Regions from separate parts of the Callithrix jacchus genome. Here region 2 is linked to region 1. Evidence: chromatin contacts called from public Hi-C data. All regions are on one chromosome and are shown on one strand. The core of a region is the stretch at or near the end of the contact, and the rest is flanking DNA. Distances in the headings are between cores, read along the strand shown.

Evidence for each region. A called contact is a pair of places that touch in the nucleus more often than the background predicts.
Region 2: a contact with region 1 is called in a Hi-C map of skeletal muscle, with 11 times the contacts expected there. The contact joins two enhancer-like sites. A contact is called at or near these places in 2 of 3 Hi-C or Micro-C datasets (induced pluripotent stem cells and skeletal muscle).

The regions. Positions count from the first base shown.
Region 1 is chr14:67,432,421-67,436,531 of calJac240_pri, forward strand. No RefSeq gene overlaps it. Among named protein-coding and RNA genes, the nearest start is that of EPCAM, 55 kb to the left of the region's middle. Within about 2 kb of position 2,496, at least 2 of the 16 cell types and tissues checked have an H3K27ac peak or open chromatin away from gene starts, as enhancers often do.
Region 2 is chr14:67,749,672-67,753,588 of calJac240_pri, forward strand. The region is part of intron 6 of TTC7A (tetratricopeptide repeat domain 7A); the gene reads right to left. The region is part of intron 1 of LOC118147336 (a long non-coding RNA gene); the gene reads left to right. Among named protein-coding and RNA genes, the nearest start is that of TTC7A, 53 kb to the right of the region's middle. Within about 2 kb of position 2,535, at least 5 of the 16 cell types and tissues checked have an H3K27ac peak or open chromatin away from gene starts, as enhancers often do.

The DNA.
Region 1 (4,111 bases), core at 1,246-3,745:
TTGAGACGGAGTTTTGCTCTTGTTACCCAGGCTGGAGTGCAATGGCGTGATCTCAGCTCACCGCAACCTCCGCCTCCTGGGTTCTCCTGCCTCAGCCTCCTGAGTAGCTGGGATTACAGGCACGCGCCACCATGCCCAGCTAATTTTTTTTGTATTTTTACTAGAGATGAGGTTTCACCATGTTGACCAGGATGGTCTCGATCTCTTGACCTCGTGATCCACCCGCCTCGGCCTCCCAAAGTGCTGGGATTACAGGCTTGAGCTGCCGTGCCCAGCCAATAGTCAGCTTTCTTTTTCTTGGCCACGTATCTGCAGCCTAGCATGGACCAGAGGTCTGGACGGTGCCCACTAAGTGTCTGTGGAATGGCTTCCTTCCTGTTTTGCCAACAGCTGCCAGATGTGCCACTGGCATTTGCTTTTCATTCACACTATTCCTGTGGCCAGGGTGGAGTGGGTTGGAGGTCATGGCCATCTCTAGTGAGCTGTTCCAAGGCTACTTGAGGTTGTGTTTTCTTCCCAGCCCAAGATTCAGAATCCACTGGGCTTGAGGTCCCCCTGTCCTGGGGACAGTGAAACCTGTCACCTGCTGGCCAAGGTAGCTCCAAATTTTGTGAAAAGTGTATGTGGCAGTCTGACCCTTACAACTCTTCTGAGATGTGGAATACAGGGTAGGGCAGGAGCAGCTGGCATACCTGTCATTCCCATTTAGCCACTGAAGGGCAGTGTTGCTCCACAGGAAGGGGCTGGGCAGGTGTGACCCATCACTGTGGCTCCCAGCTCCGAATGAGGATATTAGCTAGCCCCTAGTGGTGCTAGCCCAAGTACCAGTGGTGTGTTAACCACTTTGAATATAGTACTCATGCAATCATGCAAGAGAAGGTTAATGACCCATATGGTATGGTATCGTAGTTTTAAAGACGGGGTCTCATTGTTGCCCAGGCTGGAGTACAGTGACTACGGCTCACTGCAGCCTTGACCTCCAGAGCTCAAGTAATCCTCTTGCCTTAGCCTCCCAAATAACTGGGACTACAGGTGCACACCTCTACACCTGGCTAATTTTTGTATATTTTGTAGAGACAGGGTCTCACTGTGTTGCCCAGGCTGGTCTCAAACTCCAGGGCTCAAGTGATTCTCCCCCTTCAGCCTCCCAAAGTGCTGAGATTACAGGTGTGAGTCATTGCACCTAGCTGACCCTTATTTTATAGATGAAGTAAAGAAGATCAGAGAGATTAAATGATATTTGCAATGTCTCATGACTAGTAAGTGGCTAAGCCAGAAATCAATTTCAGGTCTGCCTAAATCCTAAACCCCATCAGTGCCTTCCCCTGCTCTCCATCTGTCACGATGGCCAAACTTTTCTAGCATGTCCTCCCAGCAGCCACCTGCCAGGATAGTGCTCACAGCACAACCTTCTCTCACTCAGCTGGCTCAATTTAGCCAACTTTTGATTGTCAAAATTAATACAGGGGCCACTGATTTGGTTCTAAAATTTTTAAATGGGTTATTAACATGCTTGCTTTGGCCAGGCATGGTGGCTCACGCCTATAATCCCAGTACTTTGAGAGGCTGACGCAGGCAGATCACTTGAGGTTAGGAGTTCAAAACCAGCCCCGCCAACATAGTGAAACCCCCATCTCTACTAAAAATACAAAAAATCAGCCAGGTATGGTGCTATGCGCCTGTAGTCCCATCTGCTTGGGAGGCTGAGGCAGGAGAATCGCTTGAACCCAGGAGGTGGAAGTTATAGTGAGCCGAGATCACACCACTGCACTCCAGCATGGATGACAGATGGAGACCCTGTCTCAAAAATAAAATAAAATGCTTGTTTTGACTCCAGAGACCATTATTCAGTATGCTTGGGGTAGGTGGAGGAGGGACAGCAGATTTGTCCATCCACAGTCCTCTTTCTGATCTCATTCTGCAATCTTTCCTCCCACTCCCCCACCCAGGCAGCCCCCACACAGCTGCCAGACAGCTTTCCAGCAGATCTGATCAAATGGCTCTCTCACTGCTGTACTGGGCCCCCTGTAGCTTCTGGAAGAAAGTCTCACCGCTTAGCAAGCAGCCAAGGTGCTTCCTAAGCTGCCAGCTACCTTGCCGCCAGGCTTCTTCCCCATCAGCTCATGAGGGTGCACTCTCAGCCCCAGCCCCCTGAGCCAGAACATTCAGTATCTAGAGCTGCAATTTATCCACTGCAGAGTGAGAATGACAATACTGCCCACCCAGGTGGCTGTAAGGCTAAAACCACCACCTTTAAAGATCTTTTGGCACAGCGCTGGCCACAGTGGGGCTCATCACCATGTTCTTCACTTTCCCTTCCTCAGCCCTCGGAAACGTGCAAGTATAGTACAACCTACAAAGGCAAATCCATGTGGTATAGCACTCTGCACAGTGCAATCCCTATGTAAACATTTCCAGACACAGGGAAATGTCAGCAGGGGCATTATTTTGCTCAGGCTGACACTGAGGAAGACATTTCCTGGACTTTTTTCCTGTGCCCATGGTGAAGTCCAAAGTGACTCAAATACCACCTAATTCCCGGGACACTAAACTCCTTGAGGGCAAAGACAGGGTTATGAACCTCTGGGTCTCCCCATAGGTCCAACCCAGCACTGGGTTTTCAGTGGCGTCTCTAAGAATGTCAGTTGGTCAATTTGTTATTGACTGGGCACATGAGAAGCTGCAGGAGTGCACAGGTCATTTCAGGATACCATCATCTGAAACAGAAACAGCATTGTTTTAAAGAGCCTGTAGGAGCCCAGAAGAAATACAGGACGTTCTTCTTCCTTTTGCAGAAGCTGGCTGTTTAAGGATGCCATGAGGCTGACCAATGAAGGGCTTGACTTTGAGGGCTCTGGGCTGGCTGGGCTGGCCATGCTCAGATGTGGAAAGCAGTAGGACCCATCCCTTGGTTTTGAGCATTCAAAGTAGACTTGGCCTGCTCTCTGCTCTGACTTCTCACTTTAGTCTTCTTATTCGGAGTTTCAAAGAGCTGTAAATAGTCCTTAGACAAAGCCTGTGGGGTTTCTCCACAGGTTCTAAGAACTCTCCAAATCAGATACACCAGGATTGTGAAACTCAGCCTCTTCTAGGAAGGGTCCCACTGGGTCCCATAATAAGTGGGAATTCTATCCTCAGCCCGGACTCTCCTGACTCCAGCCCAATCTCAGTCTTACCCTCAGGGTTCCAGCTTTCCTCCATCCATTGCCACATCAAACTTAACCTGTTCTGGGTTTGCATGTCAGGTACATTTTCTGATCAATATGCATTTGCCTATTCCTATTCCGTGACTAAGGTATTCCTTGGGTATTGATGGGTCTGCCCTGTGTGTTCTCAAATGTGAAATCATTAGCTACTCTTTGAACATTGCAAGCATGTTATATACAGATTATTATTGCCTTTAGTTATCTCAGTAACATTATATTCCATGTTATATGGTATGTAAACTATCTGGATGGTCTTGTATATAATACTTTATTTCCTTCAGAACCACAGGAAAAACTAATTGTTATTATTTCCATGAGAGATGGGGACTCTCCAGGGACTTGCCCAAGGTTACTTTACACTGTAGTGATGGGGCTGGGTGTGGTGGCTAATGCCTGTAATCTCAGCACTGAGGTGGGTGGATCACTTGAGGTCAGGAGTTTGAGACCAGCCTGACCAGCCTGACCAGCATAGGGAAACCCCATCTCTACTAAAAATACAAAAATTAGCTGGGCATGGTAGTGCATGCCTGTAATCCCAGCTACTTGGGAGGCTGAGGCACGAGAATCACCAGAACCCAGAAGGCGGAGGTTGTAGTGTGCTGAGATTGTACCGCTGCACTTCAGCCTGGGCAACACAGTGAGACTCTGTCTCAAAAAAAAAAAATTGTAGCACTCTTGTGTTAGCAGCCTTGCCACCCAGGGCTCTGTTCGTGTTCTGTAGTAGCCCCCATAGGGCTACAGGCAAATATATTGCTGTTGCAGCCAGTAAGGATAATGCAACTGCAGAAGGCTGGTGGGCAGATGGGTACAGCTGGGGATGCCCAGGGATAGCCAGCCAGGCAGGGAACTCCTGAGCAAAGGCTGCTGAAAGATGGATACTTCTGGGCCCCAGAAACAGCTCTCAG
Region 2 (3,917 bases), core at 1,285-3,784, 320 kb after region 1:
TACCGGAGAGGACACAAGTGCGTGCAGAGACCCTCCAGCTTTGTGACCACCTTCCTCCTACCGGCCCCCTGCCCCACAGAGGACAGAAGAACAGGATTCCTGGTAGACTAACCAAGCTCAAAGATAGGCTTGGGCCCCCCACAAGAAACTTCTTCAGTTCCACTGAGGCCTCTGTTTCAGGAAATAACCCAAAGCTAGAGAGCAGGCCATAGGCCAGGCCAGCTAAGGGGACAGCCTGGCACCAGCCACCACCAGAAGAGAAGAAAAAGACAGACTGCAGTAAATTGAGTAAAAGGACAGACCTCATGAACTCCTTGGAGAGAAAAGAAATTACTGATTCTGGGATGTCAGTCTGTGACAACCCTGGGAGCTGGGCACAACAGCAGCAGGCTGAAGAGGGCTAGACCCCAGGGCTGCCCAGGGCCGTGTGGCCCAGAGGAAGCCGGTAGGTCCTGAGACCTGTGGGTGATTTTCCACTCTGTGGGCTACCTGCCAGCCTCCTCCCTGGCAGCCTGACCCAGGCTGCTACCAGGAGGCCAGAGCCAAAAATGACTGTGGCCCCTTCTTCCCACTCTACTGCAAGGACTGTCCTCTCTCTGCATTGCTGAATGAGCTCAGCCTTTAGACTTTATATCATCAACACTCTTGGACCAGCAGACTGGTATTACCTGGAAGCTTGGGAGAAATGCAGGCTCCCCCCAACACAAACACACATGCACACACACACACACACACACACACAATACACGCGCAATTAAGGAATCAGCACTGCATCTTATGCATCTTAAGATTCTGTATCTAAAAGTTGTGTCTTTTTACTATTTTCAAATCTATAAGGGATTTGGGCATATAAACCACTCAGGAATTCTTTTTTTTTTTTTTTTTTGCCAATCAATGAGAGCTTCTAAGGTTGCTCAGGTTGGCCTTGAACTCATGGCCTCGCCTCTGCAAGCGCCACGACATCTGGCCGGAGCCACTGGGGGCCCCACTCAGGAATTCTTTAGCAAACCAAATAATCACCCTCAGGCATGTTTTGGATAAATCTCAATTTTTATTGAATGCCCTTCAAGAAAAAAACCAATGCAGAGGTCCCAGTGGCCAGGGCTGCAGAGGGAGAGATCTGGGGTCTCAGCTAACACTGACCTGGCAATGCCCCAGTGATAGTGGGAATGCTCCTCTGCCTCACCTTACCCCTCCGAGAAATGAGAAGGCATACAGGGCTTCTCCAGGGTTCTGCAGATGGCCACGAGCCTGAGCAATCCTGTCCCAGCTCTGAAGCTGCCAGTGCCAGGTGGAGGTGGGGCTTTTCTGAGCCATTCCTGGCGGCCCTGCCAGAGGCCAGCTTGAAAGATCTCTTTGTTCTCGTCTCTTATGCTGACCTTTCTGAGCAAAGCTGCCCACTTTTAACAATATCCAAACAGGGCCTCAAACAAACCCTGGCCCAAAAACAGGCTGCGTGGGGAGAAGCCAGGAAGCCATTTATTCCAAGTCAAGTAAAGCCTGGTTGGCCAGGAACAGAGATAGATGTGGGTGTGATGAGGGGTCAAGGACACGGCTCATCTTAGGGAGGCTTCTAGGTGGGATGTACAAGGGGCTGGCAAGCTCCCCAGTCCCCTAGGCGGCAGCAGGCAGAGCTGCACATTTCGCAGAGCCCTTCCTTTGCGTTACTCAGTCTGCGCAGCTTCCGATGAGGTCAGCGAGGGAGGCAGGCTTCATTATCCCAGTACCAGCACAACGTGTGGCTCACAGAAGGTGCCCAAGAAATGATTGCCGAATAAATAAATCCCCAGGTTCCAACAGGAAAAAGAGAGCCTGGAAGATGCCTCACTTTCCAGGCCATCACTTACTCAAGAGGAGAGGCAGGCTTATGGCAGGCACAAAGGGGTCCAGATTTTCCACTGAAACTCCTAAGGCCCCCAAGAAAGACAATACATGTCTTTCAGCCCTGAGACCCCTGAGAAAGACAACACCTGTCTTTTGACCCCGAGACCCCTGAGAAAGACAACACCTGTCTTTTGACCCAGCATAGTTACATTTTCTTCTGGCCGTGTAAACTCCAGAACTCCTGGGACTCCATTTACTAAGTCTTTATAAAGTGCCAGCTGCATACCAAGTGTCTGATCATCAGCTCTGTTCACAATAGAGCTTAGCCAAGTATTTTGCATACAGTAAGTATTCAAAAAATATTTGGGGAGGACTGGGTTTGAAATGAAATAGAGAATGAGAAACTACATGGAACTGATGGGTGAATGGAACCTAAACAGATACAGTGCATATGGGCCTGCCCATTCTGGGGCCAGCACCGCTAACTGTGTATGAAAGGTTACCAGTCAAAGACCCAGAAGTGCATACCCAGTTGGCAGATCCCAACAGCTGAACGGGTGAATCAGGGGACAAGGTCAGGTGAAGTTCAAATGGTCATCAAACTGTTCACTCCTCTTGCCTTACTGACTAAGGCAAAGAAAGAGTTCCGCAAAATGTCCAAATTATGTTTCAAACACTAAAACTCTCCACTTCACCCCCAGCCCCGGAAGAGGGCTGTGACATTTCCCTCCTGAGGCACTGAGGATGTCTAGGTGCCAGGCTTTCCTTTCTAGTGAGGCAGGGGATGGGAATGGGAAAGGGTGAGGAGGTGGGTGCTAAGAGTCGAAAAAGGCTGTGCATTCAGAGAGGCTGGAATGGGCCTCAGTGGTCACACTGTCCCCAAAGCATGACACACAACACCAGGAGGCTCTCAGAATGGACTTCACTGTTGGGTGATTGTGGCCCCAGAACCCCAGATTTATGAGAACAGTCTGACTCCTGTCCTCCCCTAGCCCTGCATATACCAGGTGGCTGCTAGAACAAGGCAAAATTACTGCTCATGGAACATACCCCTCATGGGGTCACACCAAACTGCAGACTGGGTTTTCTAAGGTGCCACTGCTGCCTCTCCGACTCAGCATCTAGCTAGAAAGGTGGAGCAAACACACACACACACACACACACACACACACACACACACACACAGAGAGAGAGAGAAAGGGACAGTGATTTCACAGGACTGAGCAATATGCCAAGCCCTGGGGAACTCCCTTAGAAAACACATCCACTCCCTTCTCTATTGTTTGATTTTGGTACAGTGAGCACATGTTGCTTTACTAATTAAAAAAAAAAAAATTAAAAGAACAAGCACAAAACATACAGCCCACTGGTTCAATGTGCATGGCCCAAGCTCACTCTGGGCCCAGAGCAGAGAATGGGTGCTACCAGGCCTAGGCGGAAGGAAGGGAAATAACCCGAAGAGAAATGGGCCCTTGCCCACGCCGGGTGAAGAAGCAGAGTCAGCTCACGTTCTTGTTCGTGGGAGATGCCCAGTTACTCGTCCTAGTGCGGTCACAGCCATTGACAGGGACAACCAGCTTCCTTGGTATTGCACTGTCTGCCTCCCCTTCCAGGTCCCCATGCCTCACTCCTGGAGCTGTTTCATGCAAAGGAGAACCAAGCTCATTTCTGGAGGCTCCCCTATAATCAGGACCCTGGGCCCAGCCACCATTGCCCCCCCTTCCCCAAGAACCATGTCAGAAAGGTGCCCCCTCCTGGCAGCTGGGAGGCCGAACTGCCTGGGGCAAGGCTCCAACCAGAGTCCACAGCTGCCCTCTAGTGGTGCTGAGGAGAAGAGACGCTCTCCACCCCTACTGCCTGCGGGCCTCCCAGCCCCCTACCCTTTACACTGGGGCCTCCCAATTCCTGATGGCCTTTTCAGGCCTGTGCCTTCAGTTCTAGCTCAATCAGGAACTCTATCATCAGCCACGGAGCAAGGGACAGGAGTCATCTGGGGGAATCAACTGCTGAATCAATAGGGCAAGGCTCCTGGAGGAAATTAACATCCCTCAGATATCCTGATGAGAAATTGGGCAGCGGTCTCAGGCTTAGCC